Regions from separate parts of the Mus musculus genome. Here region 1 is linked to region 2. The links are chromatin contacts, called in public promoter capture Hi-C maps. All regions are on one chromosome and are shown on one strand. The core of a region is the stretch at or near the end of the contact, and the rest is flanking DNA. Distances in the headings are between cores, read along the strand shown.

Region 1 (6,798 bases), core at 3,443-5,942, 870 kb after region 2:
GTAAATGCATCCTACCACATGCATAAAACCACTTCTCTAGTGGTTTCTCCAGGATAGGTCATTCAAAGAGCTGGCCACACCCCAAGAATGGTGGGGGCTCCTTAACCTCTGTGGGAGGTTGGGTGTTGGCTGGGAGACTGGAAGGTCTTCTGGATGATGTGAACAGAGCTTATGATTTAAGTTCATCCAAGACAAGGTGTCTGCCATCCCCAGTTCTGGGGATGAATCTGGGATGCACTAAGGAGTAGTACTGAGACTATCAGAATTGGACACTAGGTAAGCAGCAGGATCAAGAAAGGCTAGAAGAGGAAGAAGTCACACCAATCCCGGACACTATTAATGATACTCTGTTATGCTTTCAGACAGGAGCCTAGCATGTATAAGATGTATACTTCAACATATCCATGGGGATAGTTACATACACATGTACATATACACATGTGTTCAGAGACAGGGTCTACATATTTCACTATATTGGCACATGGTATAAGAAAGATTATAAGTTCCTGGTTAAAATGAAGTATATAAAGAATATTTCAGATTTAGTAATCCAGTTTATTTTTTTAAAAGATTTATTTATTATATGTAAGTGCACTGTAGCTGTCTTCAGACACTCCAGAAGAGGGCGTCAGATCTTGTCACAGATGGTTGTGAGCCACCATGTGGTTGCTGGGATTTGAACTTCAGACCTTCGGAAGAGCAGTCGGGTGCTCTTACCCACTGAGCCATCTCACCAGCCCGTAATCCAGTTTATAAACATATGTTAAGATAGATATATTTTTTACCAGTACTGTAGGATTACAATTATATGCAGAATCTCTAGTAGTTAAGATAACAGACACAAAAGCAGAGGGCGATTACCAGAGCCTGAAAGGATAGGACTAAATGAGAGATGTTGAATAGCATAGTGTTTCAGTAATCAAGATAAGAGTACTGGATATACCCAGTTTCAGGGTTTCAGTCTCCACCTGTAGCAGATCCTCTGCCACGGGGCTCCATACCCAAATAGCTCTGAGGGAGCAAGCCTCCCAGAAGTGCGGATAGGACTGTGAGTGCAGGTAGGATTACCACCATTGCTCAAAGGAACCTGCCCAGAACCCTCAGGACACAGGAACCAAGGGGCTGCCTGGAACGGGAGCCTTCTGCATGCAGAACTGATCCTGTGCCACAGAGCTACATATACAAATACTTCCAGGAGAGAGCTGGTCTCCCAGGAATGCTTTCATACCTACAAGCACAGATAAGACCACCACTTCTCTTCAAATTCCTTACCCAAGAGAGATACTCACAGAGACATCAGGACACAGGAACCAAGGATCAGCTGGGGACAGTATCCTTCTGGTCTCTGCACCCCAGACCTGACCCTGTACCGCAGCTCTCCATCCCAAATTCCTCCCGGAGAGATCTGGTCTCCTAGGAGTACTGACTGACACACAGGCTTACAGGAAGGACAAGTCAAAGTCAGAGACAGCAAGACCAGCTAACACCAGAGATAACCATGTGGCAAAATGCAAGCATAAGAATATAAGCAACAGAAACCAAGACTACTTTGCATCATCAGAACCCAGTTCTCCCACCACAGTGAACCCTGGATACCCCAATACACCAGAAAAGCAAGACTCTGAGATAAAATCATATCTCATGATGATGATAAAAGACTTTAAGAACTAAGATCAAAATCTCAGTTGACAGCAGATGCTAGCAAGGTTGTGAAGAAAGAGGAACACTCCTCCATTGCTGGTGGGATTGCAAGCTGGTACAACCACTCTAGAAATCAGTTTAGCAGTTCTTTAGAAAATTAGACATAGTACTACCAAGGGCCCAGCTATACCACTAGCATATACCTGGGCATATACTCAGAAAATGCTCCAATATGTAATGAGGACACATGTTCCACTATGTTCATAGCATCCTTATTTATAATAGCCAGAAGCTGGAAAGAACCCAGATGTCCCTCAACAGAGGAATGGATACAAGAAATGCGGGACATTTACACAATGGAATACTACTCAGCTATTAAAAACAATGAATTTATAGAATTCTTAGGCAAATGGATGGAACTAGAAAATATTATCCTAAGTGAGGTAACCCAATCACAAAAGAACACACATGGTATGCACTCACTGATAAATGGATATTAGCCCAGAAGGTTGGAATACCCAAGATACAATTCATAGACCACATGAAACTCAAGAAGGAAGACCAAAGTGTGGATACTTCAAGCCTTCTTAGAAGGGGGAACAAAATACCCATGGGAGGAATTACAAAGTGTGGAGGAGAAACTGAAGGAAAGACTACCCAGAGACTGCTCCACCTGGGGATCCATCCCATATACAGTTACCAAATTCAGACACTATTGTGGATGCCAACAAATGCATGCTGATAGGAGGCTGATATAGCTGTCTCCTGAGAGGCTCTGCCAGAGCCTGATAAATACAGAGGTGGAAGCTTGCAGCCAACCATTGGGCTGAGCACAGGGTCCCCAATGGTAGAACTAGAGAAAGGACTCAAGAAGCTGAAGGGGTTTGCAGCCCGATAGGAGGAACAACAATATGAACTAACCAGTATCTCCAGAGCTCCCAGGGACTAAATCACCAACCAAGGAGTACACATGGAGGGACCCATGGCTCCAGCCGCATATGTAGCAGAGGATAGCCTCATCAATGGGAGGAAAGGCCTTTGGTTCTGTGAAGGCACTATGCCCCAGTGTAGGGGAATGCCAGGACCAGGAAGTGTGAGTGGGTGGGTTGGTGAGCAGAGGTAGGCAGGAGGGGATAGGGGGTTTTCAGAGGGAAAACCAGGAAAGGGAATAACATTTGAAATGCAAATAAAGAAAGTATCTGCTTAAAAAAGAAAGGCCTGGGAGCACAAAAAATTATATAAAATAAGAAAAAAAAAGAGTTCTGGATGTATTTTACACTTACTTAAAAATAGTCAAGAAAATAAATTTGGTATTAGGTGTATTTTATCACAATTTTAAAATGTTATAGAAGAAATCATCACAGAAACATGTTCAACCAATTCTTGTTATATTTAATCCATCCTATACCCTTCTTTTCATGTCTAAAGAAAACAAGACAGTGTTGGAATACCAACCAGAATCTCGTCCTCTGCATAGACACGGTGCTTTGAATGACGTAAGCTTCCATAAGCTTCCTTGGGCATTTTGTGTTTCAGTATTGCATATATGTTTCCAGTAAAGACCTTTAGGAAGCAGTACCAGATTAAGTTAATAAAACTTGGGAGTCAGTAACAGTTTTAGAATAGAAGGATGGTACCTCTGAGTGATGGGTCACTGTTAACCCAACTCAGAAGAATCCTTCAGAAATGGAAAAAAATAAGTTTCAGAGTTGTGCCTACTTTTAAATCCTAGAGCAAAAATCTATGTGAACCCATAAAAAGTTGGGTAAATATGATTAACTAGTAGTTAGATGATATAACCCTAGAAGTAGGCTAAGTTCATCAACTAATAAGACACAAATTGTCTTTAATTCTAAGGGAATTGGAATTCTAATTCATAATTGGAGCAAAATTAGATACAAGCAAGGTATCTTTTTTTGCTTATCCCATTAGCAAGGACAAGAACATTGACAAAGACATGGGAAAATTAGCCATTTTATTTTCTCTATTCCATTTATTTTTCCATTTATTATTTATCAAAACACACATAGCAATAACAAAATACCGACAATAAATAATATCCATTAAGAGCTTTCAGAGTATTAAGACATCTTATTTATTAAGCTTCCAATGATGAAATATGTACAGTAGAGGTACTGTGTACTGTTCCCAATTACAGATAAGGAAACTGAGTTTTTTTTCAGGTTAAATTAATGGTGAATAATTTTAAAAATATGACAAGTCACAGGCTGATACATAGTTACTATTCTAAACATTATATATAAATATATATAAGAAATTAACATAATAGACCAAATAAAAGGATTCACTTGTTATCTTTAAACTCTATATTATTGCTCTGTGATGAAGATAAACTGAGTTCCCACAGATAAACTTACCTGGCAGCACAATTGTAGCTCTGCTCCAGTGGCAGCAGCTCATGAAACCAGAGTGCACTTTTTGTTTTGTTTTGTTTTGTTTTGTTTTGTTTTGTTTTGTTTTGTTTTGTTTTTTGTTTGTTTGTTTGTTTTGTTTTGTTGTTGTTGTTGTTTTGTTTGTTTGTTTTTCAAGACAGGGTTTATCTGTAAAGCCCTGGCTGTCCTGGAACTCACTTTGTAGACCAGGCTGGCCTCGAACTCAGAAATCTGCCTGCCTCTGCCTCCCGAGTGCTGGGATTAAAGGCGTGCGCCACCACCGGCCGGCCACTTTTTTTTATTATTAGATATTTTCTTTATTTACATTTCAAATGTTATCCCCTTTCCTGGTTTCCCCTCCAAAACCCCCCTATCTCTTTCCCCCTCTCCCTGCTCTCCAGCCCACCCACCCCTTCTTCCTGGTCCTGGCATTCCCCTACACTGGGGCATTTGAGCCCTCACAGAACCAAGAACCTCAGAGTGTACTTTAATAACAAGCCCTGACCATTCTCTTCACTTGATCCAAGAACCAACTGGAAATAGCCCAAAGATACACCGAGGGAGATGGACAACAATTTCCCAGAAGTAAGTCCCATTCAGCTTGCACTTTGGAACGATTGATTAGCCCTGACGCTTGCACAATCTCCTAACAAAGGTCATGAAGCACCTGAACACCGTCATGGCAGAATCCCCGGCTCTCATCACCATCTTCCTTTTAGGATATCTACTCAGTACCGAATGTGCAGGTTTGTTTCTTTTTCGATGCTATGCTTAATATGCTTCTCCTTTAAAAACAGAAATATTTAGAACTACCTTTATCAAGTAAAGCAAGATTTCATGATTTGGCAGCTATAGTTTCTATTGTAGCAGGAAGCACGTCAGCCAGGAACTCTGGCTCTGTGGTAACTTCAGTTTCAATATTTGAAAAAACGAACTACATTTACAGGGCTTGTGGTGCATTTTTATTTAATAGATACAGTTATTCTTATGATTTGACAATATAATTCCACTTAAAATTTATGTGTCCTTGGTTTTAAAAAAATGAAAATCGGAAAATGTCTTAACAAAGAAATTGCACAATAAGCAGGAAACATGTTATTTTAGGATTTTAGACTCATCACCTTGAAATAAAAAGGGGAAACATCAAAACCACAATGGTTAATTTGCATAAAAAGTCTTTCTTGAATCTACATGTGTTCCAGTGTTTTAGAACTAGATGGTAAGGCATAGTTATAATGTTTAAACATATATTTATAGTTTAATTTCTCAGCTAAAATTGAAAGATTACGCTTTTATTACTAAGTTGCTGTCTGTAATGAAAGCTTTTACATAGATGGAAATAAATCAGCTCATCTGTCATACATCTCAGAGCTGATGTTTAGAGAACCATAATACTCAGAGGCCTCCCTAGGGGACAAAAGTAAGTATACAAATGGCCAGAAAGAGGAGTAGCTTAATTCATGCAAAGTACAGCACATCAGGGTTTCGTTTGGTTTCGTTTTTTGCAACAACAGTGGCATTACTCCCCAGGGAAAGGCACACAGGAAGAACTTACTGGCTTTAGACAAACAGCCTGATTGCCCCAGATGCATTTATCACACTTACTAGTCAACCTACTAAAGTCAAGCAAGTGACAGTGCCAGGATCAGAGGTGCCAACCCTGAGCATCCCCAGAAAATCGGCTGGTCTCCTGGTTCCCACTCCAGACATGATGTCAACTGTGGAATCAGACTTAAAAGCTGAAATGATGATGTGAGAATGCAAAGGTTAAACTGCACTAGCAAAGTGGGTAGAGATGAAAAATACATGTTGGAAACTCATTACGTGGACCATAAAGGCAGGTCATTCAACCTAGTGCATCAGATTGACCTATGTGAGAACAAAAGATCCAAGCACTCTCTTATAAAGATCCAAGCACGTCTTAGTGGTGAGGGAATCTCAGATGTAAAATGATAGAAAAAAATCATGATTTCAGAGCTGTGGCAATAATGACTAAAGAGGTGTTAAATATATGATCCCCAGACAGTATTGAGGATAAAAAGAACAAGATTGTGAGTCAGTTTGGTCAGGGAACCAGGGAAATGGCCCTGGCTGGGGAGTGGGGCTAGGTATTCATAAAGCACACTCTTCTGTTAAACGGTCCTGGGCTTTAGAACAGAGAGGCCCCATGTTCATAACTACTGCCTTATTGTGACAAATTAGAATTGGGAAATCAAAATTAGTCTGTGAAATGAATTTGTGCTTACAATGTATGCAAATCAAAATTATCTTTAATGCATGTATTTGGATATTAGTCCATACTGTTGTGGTTCGTGGTACTGTGACAAGGTACTGTGGCAGAGATGAATGGGTTCAGAAAAAAAGACTTTAATGGGAAGGGATGAGGTGTGTACCACATGCTTAGGAAGTACAAAAGAAGGAACATAATGGATGTAAAATCTCCTGAAAGATACAGTGTTTGGAGCAAGATCTCAAGAAATGAATAGTTGCCCACTATCCTTAAATGTCTGACCTGGATGGTTCATTGGGCAAAACTGCTTTCCACCAAGCCTAACAACCTGAGTTTGATCCCGAGGGTCTATACAGTGAATAAGAGACTTGACTTCCAGGATTGTCATTTAATCCCCACATGTATGAGAACACTTACAATGCATGTATGCATAAATACAGATGGATGTATATACATGTATGTGTATATGTAAACACACACACATATTCTTAGGGTTTATGTAGTCATTTTAAACACCATGACCATAAGTAACTT
Region 2 (7,908 bases), core at 5,209-7,708:
TATTGAGTTTGTAAGAGGCCATTCACTTTTTACTATGTACCCTAAATATTTATGAAGCTGGATACACAGACACAAACATAGACACAGACACACATATACACATGCAAACGTGTATGCCAAAACTAAAGAGAGTAAAAAAAAATGGGAACTGCTTGTTCATACATAGAAGTCCAATATTTCCTCTTAGATAACTGAGTTGGCTTTTATGTTTTCCAAAGGGGCAGTCTTCCCAGATAAGAACACAAAATGTTATAGCAGAAGTAAGCTTGGACAGAATCACGTCCTATGCATTGTGGTCCTGCTCTCTTCCCTGCCTTTCAGACAGAATCTGGCTTTCTCTGGCAGATCTGAGTCTTACTATGCAGCTCAGGCTCACCAGAACTTGTAAGCAATTCTCCTGTCTCAGCTTCCTTAGTATTAGAATTACTGGCACTCACTGACACTCACAGCCTTGTTGTGCCTTCTCTAATATTGTAATACGTTTTTATGGACTTAAGATGTATCACAATTTGATTTTAGGATTAGTTCAGTCACAGGCTAGACAGTCTTAATATCTTCAGACTATAAAGAACGATACATATAATGTAATCTAAGGTAATGTTAATTTCAGGACAGATAATTTTTTTTTAATTCCAGAAACATACTAGAGTATTGTTATGAATAATCTCAATAGTAACCAACAATTTCATGTAGAGTACGTCATTGGGTCATATGCATTAATTCTGTTCGGGCTTGCTACTTTTTGCCAGAAAACTGAACTCACAGTTACTAGCGCTAGACATAACAAAAAGATGTTTGGTCAGGATGAAAAAATTAATATGAAAAATAATTAATTTCATTTGTATTTCTAAAAGAAATTCATTAAGTAGCTAAAATCTTTCAACTCTTTCAGCCAGATTTCTAGAGATTTTTTGGGTTGGTTTGTTTTTGCTTTGTTTTGTTTTTTAAGACAGGGTATCTCTGTGTAACCTTGGCTGTCCTGGAATTCACTCTGTGGACCAGGCTGGCCTGAAACTCAGAAATATGTCTGTCTCTGCATCCTGAGTGCTATAATTAAAGGTGTGCACCACCATGCCTGAACACTTATTTATTCAATCATTCATTCATTCATTCATTCATTCATTCATTTTGTGGATTTAAGGAAACTTTCATAAATAACCTCCATGTTGCTTTTTAATTGTTCTCTCTTGTGACTATATCAAAACAAACATTTCTAACTTAAGGGGATTAGTCACACTGAGCTATGCTCCCTTGTTGCTGAACAGTTGAAGCTAAAGCCATGGTAGGGTCAATTTATCCAAGAGATAATAATTAATAAAGCTATTATTTAATGTGTGTTGGAGAATCATGGCACACTAAAGTGGCCAAGTGTGAATAAAGGGGAAATCTACCCATTAAAAATCCATTCATTGTACCCAATAACAAAACAGCTTTGATGAAATGTCTATCAACTTTGCCTTTTTAGGGAAAAATGCATAATTTATAATGTCTTACTTGTCCATGATGAAATGTCATTGACATTTACCATTATAATAAATCTACATAAGGTAGCCTTAAATGCATAGTATCAAACATGGATTTATAAAGAGATATACATAAAGCATGAAATTATTTGTTTTATTATGTGGCCTTATTTACCATATCAATGCTAAAATGAAATAAAACCAATTGAATGAAACTAAATGATAAAATTATAATAATAAAAAAGATATGTTGAGGAAATACTATTAAAATGAGTCATAGTTGAAAAAACTTCTATTTCCCCATTCATTTAAATAATCACTTAAAATTAATACTAAAATGCTTGGTTTGGTAGGGGGAGATAGATTCGAAGGGTTACATTTGAAAGTTGAGAGATCAGTTTAATGATTAGGCATCTATGTTTTATGGCGGCTGGGTGGCATAGCAGCAGTGGGGAAGTGGAGCTATCTCCCTAAGCACTGGTTGCTCCTCAACACAATGAAGTCAAGCTCGACTGGCCTGCTGGGTCTTTGTGATACTTTTCATTTGCATGCTGCATGTTATGGTAATATTTACCTTTCATTGACTTACCACTATATGTTATAATCATAGTAGACATGGATTCTTGTTATCTGGCTATGCTCTTTAAAGGTCTCTGAATGTCATCAGCATTCAGAAATGGCATGTCAGACAGAGTTATAAGATAACACAAGAAGAACTTATGGATATGGAGTAATGAAGAAGCATAACCTTCTAAACAGTATAAAGATCCAGAGTAAGAAATGGAGCTGTGTGTGTATGCACTTCTCTGTGTGTGCTAATATGTGCATCTCCTAAAATGAGTATATAAGGCATGATCTTTATGAGTTCGTCATATCACTCTTATTAGCAGACAACACACTCAATCATCTATTTAAAACAAAACAAAACAAAACTATTCATTTTGAGGAAATACTAGAACCAAATATTTCTTCTCTATTTGCACCTGGACAATTAAAGTATATGGAAGCAACCAGATTGGTAGCTAATCACAAACTTCCCTTTAAGAATGCTCTTTTTTTGAGACACTATAGAGAGTAGCATCCATCACTTAACCCCTGCCCCAAGCATCAATTTGTATCCATAACTTGGTGAAACAATTTATTATGAACCACTATGTAGTGACGTGTGTTACTTCATTCCAGTAAAGTGCTGAGCTTCGTTTGGGTAGTTGTTTCAAATAGAGTAGTATGCATGAAAGAGTAACTAGGATTCGTTATAAAACTTTAATATCATCACAGCAACACAGCATTTGGCAAAACACTGAACAGCCATTTAATATACTAGGCCTTCATCCTAGGAACCAAGAGACATTTCTTCAAGGGTAATTGAAGGTAACTTTCTCTTGAGGTACTATTTCAAGCCTCAGCCCAGGAAGCATTCTTAAAAGGTGTAAAATTCTTTAATCCTTAATACTGGAACACTTATCTATGGCTTTACTGCCTACAGTTATGCAGTTCCAAAAGAATGAACTACAGAGAATTCCTTAGCAGCCAGACCTACTTTCCGTGGCTATTTTCTCAGCCAACAATGGGAATATTTCTAGGAACTAACAAATCTGAGGGAAATGAATCCAAATTTTGAAAACAGAATGAATTATGAGAACCAAGAATTTTTTAGTCCTCAGAAACAAATGAGTAAGTCTGCAGATATCTGTAAATTGAAAGAAACAACAATTATTAATATTGAAGGAAAGGGGGCACTATTTGTAATTTTGTTTTAATTATTCTAAATAAATATTTGTAGACAAAGGTGTATAACAAACACCTTCAGATCACTGGGCTTCAGTAATTGCAAATAAAACTCCATTTTGATGCATTTCCTTCTTAATTCAACATTATGGTCTCCAGTTTAGTTTAAAGAAATCCCATTGCATAGCCATGCAAGTAACTCAATGTTAAAATATCAATTAGTCTCAGACTTATTGGTATAATGTGGCAGGGGCAAAAGCTTGTAACAATGAATTATCGCGGTATGAAACCACTCCTGCCTCTTGGGATGAGGTTCATCTTTAAGAGTGGAGATAGCATGCTATTTCAGGATCACTGTGTGGGTGAGAAATTTTTCTGGGGGGAAAAAGTAATAAAATCCAAAGGACAGCCATAAATCTATCTAGATTACCATGGAGATGACATTTGGATCATCCTTCAGATAGTGTCAACACTATTTGCTCAACTTTGTATTTTGGATGTTTCCATGTTCAACTTCCTGTCGGTGAGCCTATGCAAACAGGGTTATGTCACATGATCATATTTTGCATTGACATAAGGATTTGGCAAAGTTTGTTTGAATTAAAAACAAATAAAAAGAACCCAATGTCAACAATATGCTGGTACATACTATTTATTTAGCAGTCACTTACTGTAAGTGCTGTCCTCGTCTTTGGTGCCATCAATGGTTCCATCTGCCTGCAGTTGCAAGTGGTAGCCTTGTCGGCTGTATAGTTTGGTAACTATACCCTTAAGCTGAGGCTCTGCAAAGAGAACAATGGTTTGGGTCAATTGATATAATATATATATATATATATATATATATATATATATATATATATATATATATATAGTGGAAGAGATTCAGGATTCAAAATTCTACTTTAACATAGAAATTTTAGTGGGGGTTAAAAATCAAACTATATTTTGAAAGAGTCCTCTGAAAGAAAGAAAACAAGCAAACAAATGAGAAATTTAAGGAAAAAACACATTAGAATATATGAAAAAAACATTTGATTTCTATTTCAAAACATTGGTAATACACTAAAGCTTTTGACACTGTCTACTATTTCTGATCACTGGCCCTTTTGTATCTAGTGGCACTCCACCTCGTTAAACATTCTGAATGAGTTGGCAAATGGTATAGTCTGCCTTCTGAATAATGTGTTACTTTTCATGTGGAAGGAAAATAAATACAAAAATAATGTAGAGTAGCTCGCCAACCGGTTGCCAAACCCACCAGCAACAATTTCCTTAAGAATAAGCACAATTTGTAGAAGGCTATCTATCTAACCTGGAATCCCATCAAAGGACCTCTAGCTACAAAACTGAGTCTCCCAACATAAGATAATAAAGAGTGGGTAGAAAAAACAGCCATCTCCAGCCCTATCAGATTTTTTTTTCCTTATGGAAAATGGATGTGAAAAGAACAGTTTCTGTTAATGAAGAGGAAGGAAAATAAAATCGTACTTATTTTCAAATTTAATATAAAACACATGATTACTCAAAACATAGGTTCTTGATTAAAATGATCATCAAGTATTAATCACCATAGATTAATCAAGCATTTAATTTATTTGCTTTCATTGAATACCGACACCTGCATTAAAATAATATTTATTGGTGTCACATAATCACACGTTGTAATGGCTTTTTTAAACAAATTTAATTCACAGCTTATGCATTACAAACTTTGTGCAAACTGAAGACGTATGCCTGCTTTTGGAAATTCCAGGGTGTGTAGAACACACAGAGAAATAACTGATGGATGAGTAAGTCTGGTTTGCTGTAATACTTGTCAAATAAAAGGCAAGAAAATGGTGCGGACGGTTTATATGGTCAAGAAAGGTAAATAAACTGCCTGCTCCCCTCCCTGCCCCCACCCCCACCCCCAAGGTCTACCTTGACGCAACCTGACACCTAAGGCTTTTGGAATTTCTTCTGTCGCGGAAATACCTTGCCACTCAGCACTGAAATGGTCCAAAAGGACCCACAACCTGAAGATGATTTAAGTGCTGTCTTTTGTCTTGTATTTAATGTCAAGTTATCAGTTTTACTAGTCTGACCAGGTCACTAAAATCTTTGACGCAAGGTTCTAGAATTATTGCCACCACCACAACCACCCCCCCTCCAGCAAACGCTTCAAAGCTGCCCCACAAGTCACGTCTGTCCCGAAAAGAAATGGAATGCCTAAACAGTGGAAAACTCATAGCCCTTGGGACTGGAACCTGGAGGGGAAGGGTCTGGCTGGCAGTGATGAAAGCAAGATAGGAGTTCCCCGGCTTTTCCAGGAGGGATGGGCAATGAAGTCAGCCCTGCTCCTCTCTTGCGATCTCCAAACCTACAGGACAGCCTGTCTGGGTTACGCCTTCCCTTAGCCCAGGGGCATGCACACCCATACATGCATGTGGCAGGTCTGAAGAGGAGGGCGCACCTCCAGGGCAAGCTATGCTCCTGGGCTCTGTGCCTGTCCCAGGGCAGTTGCATTGCAGCAAGCCTGTTTAACTGTTACAGAGGCAAGGAAAAAAAAAAAAAAAAGCAATCGCCTTCCCACGCACGCACACCGGCTAGGGGGCCTCATCTGCACAAGCTAGGCTCCAAACTCACCTACGCTTCCATGCCGCCCCCAACCCCCTTCACAGTCGCAAAGTAAGAGAGGGCAAAGATAAAAGGCAAAGCCCCTTTCCGACCTGGTCTCCTTCTGCGCCTCTTCTTGGAGCCAAAGAGTTTGACCCGGGAAAAGACGTTTAACTTGTTTTTGTCGCAGCTGGTCTTGCCTTTGCTGGGGCTGCTGACACACTTGCAGGCATTGGATTTCTCGCGCTCGCGGGCTTGTCTCTTTTGCCGGATGAGCGAGCTGGCGATAGCCGCCGCCATGGCCACGACGCCCACCACCACCACTTCTTCGGGGGCCCCTCTGCCTTCGCCTCCTCTCGCTCCTCCGCTGCTGCGCTGCTCGCGCCTTGGCCGCCTGGGTCTCCTTAGCCTGCGCTTGCTTGGCCGGGGCTTCTGGGCACTCCGGCTTCAGTCGCGGAGGGGGCTCAGCATGCCTTCTGAGCTCCTCCGAAGGTGCTCGGGCTCCCGCGCGGGTTCTGGTAGCCTTGGTCCGAACCGACGCCACAGCCCCGGGCCGGGATGGCAGGCGAGACTAGCAGGAGGCAGGCAGAGAGCTGCGCTTGTGACTGCGTGCGCTCGGCCCCTGAGCCCCGAGGACACGGTGCAAGTCCAAGCGGCTCGGGTCGGAGTTTCGCGGCACCCCCGCCCTGTGTCGCGTGGAGGGGGCCGGAGGAGGGAGGCGGGCGGAGGGAGAGCGCGCGGGCGGGAGAGAGGCCGCGGGCGCGGGCGGCGGGCGCGAGGAGGGAGGAGGCAGCGCACGGGGGAGCGCGCCCTCGCCCTGGCCCCTCCGGCGCTTCCACTAGTCCTTGCAACTTCGCCGCCTGAAGACCGGCAAAAGTTGGCCGGTGCCAGCTTTCCCGCAGGGATCAAACAGGTAATGGCCTGGCATCGTCGCTGTGGCTGCTGCTCTGGGCGCGGCACCGTCGCAGCACAGGAATTCAGTCGCTGCAGGCACCCTCCAGAAGAGCGCGACAGCCTGGCGGAGGCCCCCTCCCTGTCTCGGCGGCCCCTCCCTCCCGGAACCCAGCTACTGGCTCCCGCCCGCCCGCCGCCCCCGACCGCCCCACCCCCCGGGTGCAGAGTCCCCGCTCCCACGAACACCTGTAGAAGATCAAGACACTGCCCCGTTGCCCAAAGCCCTCTTTCCTTTTCCCTAAAAGAGGCTTAGGGAGAAACAGTGATGGAGGAGGCACTTAGGGTGAGATAGTTGCCTTGCAGGAGCTGGGCTGTGCTGGGCTTTGGGGCTGGGAGAAGAGGAAAGAGGGTGTGCATTGAGTACAGGACTCAGAGTTAGCCCCAGCCAGAACCCCAGAAGTTGCCCAGACTCCTGCACATGGCTCAGTAATAGCCCACATCCCACCAGAGACCTGCGGAGATATTTTGCATGGCGACACTTGTAGCCCTTCAGGAGAGGAGGCCAGGGCACACAGACGGGTTCAGCCCCCACTATAGCGGCAGCAGCAGGCACTGCAGAGCTGCTCCAGCACACCACGCTGCCACCCAGTGGTTTCTGCTGACTTTTCCTTTCGTGCTGAAGTGTACTGGCCAAGCCTCGTTGTTTTTTTTTGTTTTGTTTTTTTTTTCTCCTCGTCGCCCCCTCATCTGGCCATTTGGGAGCCACGCAGTGAGCCTGGACGTGTACCACGGGCAATATTGGGGGAAAAGAGCATAGCCCAGATCTTCATTTCAGCTCTGCTCCATCCCCCATTTCCTGCTTCCTTCTTTTACTTCTTCCTCAAAACCAAAAAGATTCATCTATAACCCCCAATTCTGGAATCAGCTTGGCCTTTTACTAGCTAATTTGTACTAATAGGTTCTTTCTCTCAGTCCTTGTAAATGCATTAATGAGATCATTAGTCCGTCCACCTCTGTACCTTTAGATGCTATTATTTTGCTGTTTTGTTTTAATCTCCAAGGCTAAATAGAAAGCTCTACTAGGGCTCTACGCTTTTTGTACTGGACCCTCTCCTCTTTCCCAGGTCATTTCAAAATAAACTAAAATGCAAAACCAATGCTTAACTTATCCAGAGTCTCTGAGAAAGCAAAGAAAACATCAGCTTAATTCATGGAGCGAAGACCCCTG

The links. Promoter capture Hi-C pulls out the DNA fragments that hold promoters and counts their contacts.
Region 1: a contact with region 2 is called in a promoter capture Hi-C map of pre-B cells, with 5 times the contacts expected there. The contact joins the promoter of F9 here to the promoter of Fgf13 in region 2. A contact is called at or near these places in 2 of 39 promoter capture datasets (pre-B cells and stem cell-derived epiblast-like cells) and 1 of 115 datasets of contacts at active chromatin or transcription factors (large pre-B cells).

What each region holds. Positions count from the first base shown.
Region 1 is chrX:59,994,772-60,001,569 of GRCm38.p6, forward strand. F9 (coagulation factor IX) reads left to right here and starts at 4,693. Exons shown (of 8, transcript NM_007979.2): 1 at 4,693-4,780. The coding sequence starts at 4,693.
Region 2 is chrX:59,127,978-59,135,885 of GRCm38.p6, forward strand. It overlaps Fgf13 (fibroblast growth factor 13), which reads right to left and starts at 6,459. Exons shown (of 5, transcript NM_010200.3): 1 at 5,900-6,459; 2 at 3,863-3,973. The coding sequence starts at 6,086.